3 separate regions of the Mus musculus genome follow, and all the other regions are linked to region 1. A link is a contact called in public ChIA-PET data. All regions are on one chromosome and are shown on one strand. The core of a region is the stretch at or near the end of the contact, and the rest is flanking DNA. Distances in the headings are between cores, read along the strand shown.

What was found. ChIA-PET counts read pairs in DNA pulled down with a chosen protein or histone mark.
Region 2: a contact with region 1 is called in an RNA polymerase II ChIA-PET map of memory CD8 T cells, with 8 read pairs. The contact joins the promoter of Melk here to the enhancer-like site in region 1. A contact is called at or near these places in 11 of 484 Hi-C or Micro-C datasets (B cells, the P5424 cell line, embryonic stem cells and 1 more), 1 of 115 datasets of contacts at active chromatin or transcription factors (memory CD8 T cells) and 1 of 9 other capture datasets (liver).
Region 3: an RNA polymerase II ChIA-PET map of memory CD8 T cells shows a contact between it and region 1, with 6 read pairs. The contact joins two enhancer-like sites. A contact is called at or near these places in 1 of 484 Hi-C or Micro-C datasets (pro-B cells) and 1 of 115 datasets of contacts at active chromatin or transcription factors (memory CD8 T cells).

The regions. Positions count from the first base shown.
Region 1 is chr4:43,935,157-43,939,128 of GRCm38.p6, reverse strand. It overlaps Reck (reversion-inducing-cysteine-rich protein with kazal motifs), which reads right to left. Exons shown (of 21, transcript NM_016678.2): 17 at 1,627-1,819; 18 at 30-240. Among named protein-coding and RNA genes, the nearest start is that of Glipr2, 21 kb to the left of the region's middle. Within about 2 kb of position 1,893, at least 94 of the 459 cell types and tissues checked have an H3K27ac peak or open chromatin away from gene starts, as enhancers often do. A contact at or near this core is called in B cells, the P5424 cell line and memory CD8 T cells, where this site is marked.
Region 2 is chr4:44,298,966-44,302,937 of GRCm38.p6, reverse strand. Melk (maternal embryonic leucine zipper kinase) reads right to left here and starts at 2,021. Exons shown (of 18, transcript NM_010790.2): 1 at 1,866-2,021.
Region 3 is chr4:44,269,353-44,273,324 of GRCm38.p6, reverse strand. No RefSeq gene overlaps it. Among named protein-coding and RNA genes, the nearest start is that of Melk, 30 kb to the left of the region's middle. Within about 2 kb of position 2,019, at least 41 of the 459 cell types and tissues checked have an H3K27ac peak or open chromatin away from gene starts, as enhancers often do. A contact at or near this core is called in memory CD8 T cells, where this site is marked.

The DNA.
Region 1 (3,972 bases), core at 644-3,143:
CCCTGGCCGCCCGGAAGACTGCAGCTTACCTGGTGGGATGATGGGTTTGCAGCCTATGGCTGAGAGGGAAGGACACTTGACAGCAGCACACTCAGCCACAGCACTGTATTCCGAGAGGACGCCGACAGCCTGGCAGGGCCCGTAGTAATCCACGGCCACACGATCTGAGTAGGCAGCACACACACTGCTGTATGTCTCACCATTGTGCCCACAGACAGGCTCCTTGGCTCTGCAGAAAGGCTGAGAAAAGACAAATAAATGCTAGCCTGGAAACTTCCATGGTACATCTTTCTAATTGTGAGCACAGAGCTGATCTCCCTATTTTCAGGAAGTTAAAAGACACAGGTTTAAGTTTTGGGGACCCTCTAAAGTCCTGGGGTGGACTAAGTAATAGGTTGTCACAAGATCAACTCTGGAATATTGTCGGCTTATTCCACTGAGACTAATACAAGATAAAAATATCCCTTCACCCACACTTCTCTTAGTAATCATGAAAGTCTAAATGAAAAGATCGCTCTTCATGAAAAGGTGGGACCTTATCATTTCATGCTGGATATGGGAAAAGAGGAGGAGGGAGGGACCAAGAGATGAGCAGGGGAGGCAGAGTCTAGTATAATTATTGGGTAGTTAGGGATATACCTGAGAAACACCCTAGCAAGGATGAAGAGAAGTGTGTGTGTGTGTGTGTGTGTGTGTGTGTGTGTGTGTGTGTGTGTGTGTGTAGCAGGTGCTGTCCATGTGAGTGGGGCACCAACTCCAAGAGAAAACTGTAGCCAGACAAGCTGAAGGGATTTTCCCCACCATGGAAGCATGGAACATGTCAGGTTTTTGTGGTTTGCAGGTGTCGCTGGGGCCTAAGATGGGAATCTCCCAGGACAGGGTCAGCACAGGATCAGGTCAGTGGGAAGCTCCAAGGAGCCTATCCCATAAGGTTATTTAATGTGGAAGCAGATCTTACAAGCCTAAAAGACTGAGTTAGGCTGATGTAAAACAAAGCTTAGAGATTTTCATGTCACTTCAGCCCAGTGGGAGAAGGTGGGAAGCAGGAAGTGGGGGTGGGGGGAGATTGCTTTTCTTCCTGATTCCTCTCTCCTCTTTCTTTCTTTCTTTCTTTCTTTCTTTCTTTCTTTCTTTCTTTCTTTCTTTCTTTCTTTCTCCCCTCCCCTCCCCTCCCCTCCCCTCCCCTCCCCTCCCCTCCCCTCCCCTTCCCTTCCCTTCCCTTCCCTTCCCTTCTTTTCTCTTCTTTTTTGAGACAGGGTTTCTCTGTGTAGCCTGTCCTGATACACCAGCCTGGCTTCAAACTCATAGATATCCTCCTGCCTCAACCTCCCAAGTGCTGGGATCAAAGGCATGTGCCACCACTGCCTGACCTGATTTGTTTCTATGGCAGCCCATAGAACTGTGAAAAGATGGCTAGCGGTGACCATCCCCGGTGTGAAACCTTAAGTCTTTTCCTAGGAATAGGTTCTGCCAGCTTCTACACTCCTCCTCAGAGGCACACACTAACTCCCCGGGCAGCGTTAGCGTTAGCCACACCACTCCTTTCTCAGCAGGGCTGCATTCTGCTTGTCTAAAAAGGTCACAAACTAACTTGATACCCTTGGGTTTGGTAGCCAAACAACATACCTGGCAAGGGCCTCTGTAAGACAGGCTTTTCCCTCTTTGGTACAGAGTGCAGAGGTTGCTGTGCTCCATGTGATCTGTGTCACACACAGGATCTCGGGCCTGGTCACAGGTGAGCTGTCTGGGCACACACTCATATTGGCTACATCCAAATTTATCAAAAGTCGTCAGGCAGACTTGTGGTTTTGGCACACATCTGAAAATGATGAAAACAGTAGGTGACGAGGGGCAGGGAGGAACTTCAGTGGGGGCAGCAAAGCCCTGGGTGTGGTACAGGAAGCTGAGGAAAGAGCCGGGCTAGTGCAGAGGAGGACAGTCAGACTAGAGAATGGCAGACACGCTGCTCAGAGAGAATTAGCTGTTGAGTGATGAGCCCTGGGCACACGTGGAAGAGGGCGTTCTAACTGGAACTTGGTGGGCAAGGAGAACAGAAGCAGGCTAGACTGAGGGAGGAGCCACAAACTCGAGGGGATATTCCAGGATGTGGGGGCGGGGAGGGGTGCGCTGAGGGTAGGGGTGGTAAACAGAAGTAAAAGCCAAAGACTCAGACATGGAGTGGGAACACCTGACCTGAGACCAAGAGTGGGCGGGGTCCAGCACTGGAGAGAGCACAGTCAAGAACCACAGACCATTTTGAGATGCTTTATTTTTTAAGGCAAGCTCTCACATGGCCCTAGCTGGCCTGGAACTTACTATACAGACTAGGCTGCCCTTGAACTCACAATGATCTGCCTACTTACTGGATGTGGTACTCTATCTCACCTAGCTAAGTACTTAATTTTTAGCTTGATTAACATGAGTCTATCTTAAGAAAGGCTCTACTAGCCAGGCGTGGTGGCGCATGCCTTTAATCCCAGCACTTGGGAGGCAGAGGCAGGCAGATTTCTGAGTTTGAGGCCAGCCTGGTCTACAGAGTGAGTTCCAGGACAGCCAGGTCTACACAGAGAAACCCTGTCTCAAAACAAAACAAAACAAAACAAAAAAACAAAAAAGGAAGGCTCTACTTTTTATACTAAAAACTCAGCTTCCTGTGCCTACTGGGTGGGGGATGAGCTGAGGGGAGGCCACAGAAGCAAGTCCTTCTAGTGACCTAACAAGGAAGGTGTTAGAACCAGGGGTACTGGAGAAAGTTGGTAATGCAGAGAGGAAGCAAGCAATCAAGCTGAGTAAATAGAAATAAGAGGCTGGGCTGGCGCGATGCTCAGGGGACAGAAGCACGTGCTGCACAGCCTGATGTCCTGAGTGTGACCCCAGAACCTATATACAAGCCAATGTGGACGCACACACTCCTAATCCAGGTTTTCTGCAGTGAGAGGGGAGGCAGAGACAGTGGGCTTTCCCAGAGCACCCGAAGGACATGACACACTGCAGAAGCACTGAGACAGACTTCACCTCAAACAAGGTAGGATGCAAAGCCAACTCCTGAAAGCCATCCTGTGGCACGCATGCCTACACTCACAGCATATATACTCATATCATACTCATACACTGAATACACACACACACATATAACATACATACACATACACACACATACCATACATACACATCACACACACACACAGAGACATACATTTTTAAGAAAAGGAAGAAGATCGCAGGAAAAGGCTGAGAGTCTGGAGGACAAACTTAAGAAAACGATCAACGCAGTGATGGTCTGTTTTGTCTCGTCATGTCCTAATGTTTAGAAAAATGTCTGGTTTATCAGTAGGTATTTGAGGGAATATAACCCTTTCTTAAGAAAACAAAGACAGAAACAAACCAACCCCCCATGCTACTGCTTTTATTTATTTATTTATTTTTAAAGATTGATTTATTTTATGTATATGAGTACACTATTGCTGTCTTCAGACACACCAGAAGGGGGCATCAGATCCTATTACAGATGGTTGTGAGCCACCATGTGGTTTCTGGGAATTGAACTCAGGATCTCTGGAAGAGCAGTCAGTGCTCTTAACTACTGAGCCATCTCTCCAGCCCTGACTACTGCTTTGAAAGATGACACAAATCCATGGGTAAAATGAAAAGGTGAAATGGTGTATTGTGCAAAGTCAGCCCCTCCTCCCACAGCGCATGTCCCAGTCCCCCAGCCCCCTTTCTTAGCTATTCATTCCAATTCTTGCAGAGATATTGTGTGCAGGTAAGAATCTTGACTTACACTGATCCAAACGGGTTGTGCTTTTTACCACCAAGCTACATTGCCTAGGTTCACGCACTGAAACCTGGCTTAGGGGCTGGAGAGCTGGCTCAGTGGTTGATACACATCTCTCCTTCAGAGGAGTCAGGTTTGATTCTCAGCACCCACACAGCAGCTCACAACTGCCTGTAACTCCAATTCTAGGGATCTAG
Region 2 (3,972 bases), core at 772-3,271, 360 kb before region 1:
TACCAGGCTTGGCTCATAATTAACTTCTTCACAGATTCCTCCCTACGGACTTTTAAAATGTCCAGTTCCTAGGAAAAGACTTGCACAAACACTAAATCCTTTTTTTTTTCTGACTACCCTCTTCCCTGAAATCACACCATGTCTTTGAGTATCACCACTGTAAGGCTAGATTATATCATCTTCAAATCCAGGGAAGATCATTTTTGCTACTATTACAAAAACTAGCTGGGCAGAGGTAACATCTTTAGTCCCAGCACTTGGGAGGCAGAGGCAGGTGGATCTTTGACTTCAAGGCCAGCCTGGTCTACAAAGTGAGTTCCAGGACAGCCAGGGCTACACAGAGCAACCCTGTCTCAAAGCCTCAGCCCACCCCACCCCACCTCCCCCCAAAAGAGACTAGTGATTAGATCATGTTGTAGGTATAAAGCTGGGTCTAAATAACTGTACACATCCCGTTTACCTTCTAGAAATTGGAATACAGAAAGCAAAAATATGATATCTCAGAACTCCTCTAGTTGGTGAAGAAATGGGGTATATGCAATAGAGACACTTTTCTGAAAAAAATAAGAAATTAGCTAGATATTGGGAAATTTGTGATTCTATTAGATAACTGTGGTACATGCCTTTATACCAGCACTCAGGAACAGAGGCAGGTAGGTGCATCTCTGTGAGTTAGAGGCCAGCTTGGACTATACAGTGAGTCCTCATAAAAGGCAAACTGAGGGTATTTTGCTACCAGTATGGTGTTATTTGAGCCATGCTATCACTTACTACAAAACACATTAACTTGCCTCTCGTGCTCATTGACACTGATCTGGTCATTTCAGATGAGAGTGCAGAATGGCTTACAACCTGGCCTTAGAATACAGTTGAGTGGCGGCACCCTTCTGCTCCTTTGCGGAGATTTCTGAGAGCAGCAATAGAGGCATTCATTCCCAAAAGCATTTAGGGACTAACCTGTCCATCTAGTTGGTTCATAATAGATAAAAGGGACAGAGCCACTGTTTCCACGAAGGTGTTTAAGAAGAAACAGAAGCCAAAACATGAACAAAAGTTGGGACTAAATTCTCTAGCCAACGTTTCAGACCCCTCTGAAACCCTCTCTTCCTCCTCCTCCATTAACCACAGAAATCTACCTAAGGTGAGACTAGAACACTCACTACCTCACCTTAGTGTGAGCTCCTGCCTTGGGATGAGAAGCAGGGAACTGCTCCCCTCCACACCCTTCTTGGCAGGAGCCACCTGGCTCCTCCATTTACTGCTATAGCCTCTGGGCGTCCTTACAATACGAGTCTCGGGCCACTTGCTTTAGAGGTGCAAGGTGAGGAAGGATTTGGGCTCTACAAAGGGGTTACACACATTTCTCTTTTAACTGGAATACCCCAGAAAACTGAGTTGAAAAGTGTAAGTGCCTCAAAGCCCATCTCTGAATCGCTTTTGCAGACAGTCAAAAGCACTGAAACAGAACTGGAAATTCCCATTATGGGAGCCTCCGGGGCGTCAAATGCTCTGTCAAACTTTATCAATTACCCGCTGAGCGGGGAATGGGGAGTGGGGAGCGCTCACGCCTGTATCTCCTGCGCTCAGGAAGGTAAGGCAGGAGGATCCAGAATTCAAGGACCACTTTGGCTACAAAGTGAGTTCGAGACCAGTGAGTTCAAGACGCAAGATACATCTCAGAACCCGAGACAAAAAAAAAAAAAAAAAAAAAAAAAAACTACCATCCACCATCTGTGAAAGCCAGGGTCGAAAAACCTAGACGTTCTCACAGAGAACAGTGCTGATGGGTGGAACCCCAGGGAAACTCCGTCTCCCGGCCACGCCCCACGAGGCCCAGAGTGCGGCCCGAGGACGGAAGAACTGACCTGAAGGGCAGCGGGCCCAGCAAGGACCGAACAGGACCGAACAGGACAGAAGGTGAAGCAGCCGGCTGCAGAGTCTAGCAAAGCCGGAACAAGTCGGTGGGAATTTCTGCAGGATTCAAGTTCCAGCAGCTTCCGCCCGCCAAAGGAATCAAACCTCGCGGGCCGGAAGAGGCGGGGCCCAAGGGAGCCCAGTCCCAGGGAGGTGGGGCGGGGCCGGGAGAAAACTGGGCGGAGCGATGGTGGGGCGGGGCGAGATAGGCTCAAACTTTTGATGGGATACTAAATGTGTAGGATGTCAAATGCTCAGGATCGGTGATGGTGAAGACTTTAAGATACTGACTTAAGCCTCAGTACATGGGAACGCCAGGGCCAAGAAGTGCGAGTGGGAGGGTAGGGGAGTTGTGGGGGGGGGAGGGTATGGGGACTTTTGGGATAGCATTGGAAATGTAAATGAAGAAAATACCTAATTTAAAAAAAAAAAAAAGATACTGACTGAAGACTTAAGGCCTTGCCTCCTTCTTTCTTTTTTTTTAAGAATATTTTTATTTTTTTAAAAATACCATTATTCTTCGACACTTTCATACACGTATACAATGTATGTTGATCATATCCACTTTATTCTCCCTTCTTGCTCCCCACACCACCCAAAACCCTCTCTCATCTTCACTTCCTTTTTTTTTTTTAATAGTTTGCCTTTACTAACTGCAGTGTGCATATCTCATAGGGACAAGGAAATTTTTTCCAGAAGACATTGACTTGCTAAGTTTTCATATTTTAATCCCAGCACTTTGGAGGCAGAGGCAGGCAGATTTCTGAGTTCGAGGCCAGCCTAGTCTACAGAGTGAGTTCCAGGACAGCCAGGACTACACAGAGAAACCCTGTCTCGAAAAACAAAAACAAAACAAAAAAAAAAAGTTTTCATATAATTAAGTTTTTTATGTTCTTAATTTTTCATTACATTCATTTATTCGAGTGCGTGCTTGTGGGAAGGGGGGCACGTGTCACTTCACACCTGTGGCAGTTAGAGGACAACTTTCAAGAGTTGGTTCTCTCTTGCCACCTAATGGGTCTAACTAATCAAGTCAAGCTGTCAACTTGGTACCAATTGCCATTACCCATTGACCCCTCTTTCCCCTGATCTTTTTCCCCCTTCTGGTTCATGGGAGGGCTCTCCCTGGCCTTGGCTATTCTAAGCAAGAGCTCTAACATTGTGCCACTTTTCCCTGTGCATCTCATAATTCTTACTAAAATCTGTTGCTATAAGTTATAAAACCTTAGGAACTAAATTAACTACCCATCAAGATGCTAGCAATGTGGCTCATGGGTAAAGATACTTGCCACCAGCCCTGAAAACCTAAATTCAATCCCCAGAAATCTGACTTCCTCATTTACCCCTCCCTGCAAACAAATACAGAAATGATTTTTGGAAAAAAAGAAAAAGAAAAAAGAAAGAAAGAAAAATTCAATGCGCCATAAACACCCAGTATGCCAATAGAAGTATTTTTCATCATAGCATCCCTATTATACCTAGTCATGAGCTTGGTCATTATAAAACTTACATAGGTTGCATGAGTTAAATTGTAGTGACAGCCCAAACCAGAAAAATATTAGAGCCGGGCGTGGTGGCACACACCTTTAATCCCATCGCTCAGGAGGCAGAGGCAGGCTGATTTCTGAGTTCGAGGCCGGCCTGGTCTACAAAGTGAGTTCCAGGACAGCCAGGGCTACACAGAGAAACCCTGTCTCGAAAAAAAACAAACAAACAAAAAGAAACCCTGTCTCAAAAAATATATATATTAGGAGTTACAACCATGGGGAAGAAAAAAATAAAGATGCATATGTATTTGCATCTTTATAATTATTTGACACTCAGCAGTTAATTCACATCTTCATGGACTGTCTGGTTTTGAAAGTAGCTACCAAAGAGACAGAGGGTACCAATGTACAGAGCTTTTTAGTGAGCCCTCCCCACAGATAATCATAAAGCAGAATACAACATGGGGCGTGCCCTAGTGCAATTTTGTTGAACCTGTATCAATGGACACATTTAGAGTCCCAATCTCTTTCATGAAGCCTGTCCAAGGGCAGGCTTTTAGAAACCTATTTC
Region 3 (3,972 bases), core at 770-3,269, 330 kb before region 1:
CTCCAAACAATCAGGAGGCAGATTGAGCTAACTAAGAATGGTGTGTAAGGTAGTTAGAAAGGAATGGCCCCTGTAGGTGCATATATTTGGAGACTTGGTCATTAGGGAATGGTGTTACTTAACAAGGATTAGGAGGTATATAGCCTTGTTGGTGTAGCTGTGGCCTGGTTGGAGGAAGTGTGTCACTGGGGGTGGGGGGGGGCTTACAGATGCTCAAGCCAGGCCCAGTGTGCCACCCCCACCCCCAGTGATGCCTGCCAGTCCAGAGATAGAACTCTCAGCTCCTTGTCCAGCACCATGTCTGCCTGCGTGCCACCATGTTTTCCACCATGATTATAATGAACTAAATCTCTGAACCTGTAAGCCAGCCCCAATTAAATGTTTCCTTTTATAATAGTTGCCACAGTCATGATGTCTCTTTACAGCAACAGAATATTGACTAAGACAGTGTGGGCTTTTGAAACCTCAAAGCTCACCCTCAGTGACACATCTCCTCCAGCAAGGACAAACCTCTTAATCATTTTCCTGCAGTTTCATCCACTGGGGACCAAGTATTCAAATACATGAGCCTGTGGAGGCCGTTCTCATTCAAACCACCACACACTCTAAAGGTTGACCTCTGGCCCTCACACAAATGCACATGCTTGTACACACAAACACCACACACACACACACACACACACACACACACACACATACACACACAAACACACACACACAAACACACACACACACACACACGCACATGCACACGCACACGCACGCGTGCCACAAAAAACCCTGGGGAAACAGAGACAGAAAGACCAGGAATAAGGAGCAAAGCAAGACTCTTATTTCAGAAAACTAGAAGAAAGAAGGGCTGGAGAGCTAGCATGGTGGCTCACAATGACCCATAGTGAGATCCGACAACCTCTTCTGGTGCGTCTGAAGACAGCTACAGTGTACTTATTACAGTACAGTGAATAAATCTTTGAGCCAGAGTGAGCAGGGACTGAGCAAGCAGAGTTGACCAGAGCAAGCAGGGTTGACGCGAGCAAGCAGAAGTCCTAAAATTCAATTCCCAACAACCACATGAAGGCTCACAGTATGTATATGTGTACTCATATACATAAAATAAATATTTAAAAAAGAAAGAAAGAAAAAACTAGGTTCTGGATATGATACTATCATAAAGAAAAGTTCTGAACTCTGAGCACATGGCTCAATTGATAGAGTGCTTGCCTAGTATGTGTGAGGTCCCGGGTTTGATGCCCAATACCACATAAAACAGATGTGTTGTTCATGCTTGTAATCTCAGCATTTGGGAGGCAGAGACAGGCAAATCAGTTCAGTTATTCTTAAGGCCACATTCTTAAGGCTACAAGAGACCCAATCTCCAAGTAAAACAAAACTCCCTAGTCCCAAATTCTTTCTCTCTCTCCTCTCTCTCCTCTCTCTCTCTCTCTCTCTCTCTCTGAGATAGGGTCTCACTGTTATGTAGCCCTGTGCCCTGTCTGTCCTGGAATTTGCTCTGTAGACCAGGCTAGCTGTGAACTCACAGAGATCTGCCTGCCTTGGTCTCCCAAGTATGTGCACCTGGCTCTTTTATTTCATAATATAAAATTATATTCTTCTCCTGCCTTCATCCGCAGATAGGAAAACAAGCACCTCAGACTGTAGTGCAAGCCTGCTCTGGGCGGTACTAATAGGAGGGGTGCCCTAGGGAAAGGCCCCACCTAGCTAAGCTCTGGACTAGTAGAATGGAGCCTAAGGGCTCTTCTACTTGAGAAAGCTATACCATACCAAAGTTTCTGCTCATGGTCAAAGGGGCGAGGTGCGATCCCAAGCCCACAGTTGAATTTGGCTGTGTCCTCTATGCATTAGTCACTTAGGGGCATGAAAGATGCAAGAGCAAGGGCTTGTGGGTTCTTCCTCTGTGGTTTCAGAGAGTTACTGAGGCCAACCAATGTGTACCAGTGCTAGGGTTGCTGTAAGCAGAAGGCCCTGAGCGAGCAGCCATTGTGTAAAGCTGTGAAAAGAAAGTCTGTACTGCAGGATGTGGGAGAAATCAGAACCCTAAGTCGTCTGCTACAGAGAGCTGTACACAGGAAGTGGAGGTGGCCCGAGGCAGAGATGTAGGCTGAAGGCAGCAGTGCTGGAGGGGCTGAGCTAAATTCACTGACATCAGACCTGGAGTTTGTCCTGATGAGTTTTGCTTTGGGCCAGTATTTCCCCCACTATACCCCAACACGTCCCTCTTGGAATGCTAATATATATTTCGTACCATTGAATGTTGGAAGTATGGAATTTATTGTTTTTGTTTTGTTTTGTTTTACAGGAAGTGACAGTCAAGAGATTACCTTATATCTCAGAAGAAACTTTGGACTTTTGAATCATGTTGAGTCTGTTAAAGACTGTGGAGATTTTAGAAGTTGAACTCGATGCATTTTTTTTTAATTGTGATTTGGTTATGACTAAGGAGGCCCAGGAGTGATGCAGAGGTTTGACTGAGAATGTCCCCTCATAGGCTCAGACATTTGAGTCCTTGGTCCCCGGGTGGTGCCTGGGGAGGTGTCAGTGTGTGTGTGTGTGTGTGTGTGTGTGTGTGTGTGTGTGTAGCCTTACTGGAAGAAATAGAGCATGGGGTGGGCTTTGAGGGTTCACAGCCTTCCCCCACTTCTACCTCACACACTCTCTCTGCTTTGTGCTTGGGGTTGAAGATGTGCTTCTTTCTGTTTCCCGTATCAGCCATCAGCGCCCATGCCTCCAGGGCTGTTAGGACTCATCCTCTGAATAAACTCTTCCCTCTATAAGGGGGGTCAGCCATGGTGTTTAGTCACAACAGCAGAGAAGTAACTAACACAGATGTCTGTATAACCTGGACTACACACTGAGGCGTTCTTGTAAATTGCTAATAATGAATTTAAGACAATACAATAAGGGATGGAGTGGGAGTTAGCTCAGTGAGTAGAGTGCTCTTTGGGCGTGCATGAAGATCAGAGTTTGGATCTCCTAGTTTAAAAATTGGGTGTGGTGGCACACACCTGTAATCTCAGCACTGGGAGGCAGAGACAGGAGGATTCCAAGGATTGTCAACTGGTGAAGATCAGATTCCATAAATGACCCTGCTTCAAAAAGGGGAAAGGGGAGGAAGACACCTGACTTCAACCTCTGGTTTCACCATGCACACACATGGTCAAGCACCTCCCGCCACACCTACACACAGATAAATAGCTAAATAGAAATGAACCATCTTGGCGATTTTCCAGGATACGAAGCATTGTTAACTTCAGGCCCCTATTATACAACACTTGTTAAGACTTGCATCCTTAGTCCCAGGGGGGACATTTGGACCACAGAATACATTTCAAATGTGGCCTCCAAATCATCTGTCAAATATATAAAAACAGGGAGTCTCGTCCCCCATTGTTATCCCTTTTCCAGGCTAACTGTCCCCTGGATTTCACTCTTCCCTCAAAGGTCATGGTTCCAAGTCCTAGATTTAGGCTCAGGCTTGTGTACCCCAGAGCTACCACGCATGCCCAACTCCAGAGCTACCACGCATGCCCCGCGGGTTGGTTCTGTGGGAGGAACTGGGAATAAAATGATTATAACACAGCGCTGAACTCCAGAGGGTTGTGAGCCGCTGGCAATGACACACCGAGAAGCTCATAACCTGTCACTCCAGTCCCGCAAGACGGTCATGGACATCACAGAAGTCCAACAAGGAGATGGTCAGCTCCATCCGGGAGCTTGGTGGGGACATGGGACTTGCCTCCCGGCGGCCACGCGGAAGTCCCTCTGTCACTGACTTCATTCAGGGATTTTACCTCCTTCTGCTTTCTTTTCTTGGCATTTCTCTGACACATCCTGTTAGAGTGTTATGTTTCAGGGAGAAAAATTTAAATATATTCATCTGCCACCTTAGACATGTTTTCATAAGAAGAGAAGCTAGCAGCTTGTAGCAAGAATGACTGTTTCGGCACACGAAGC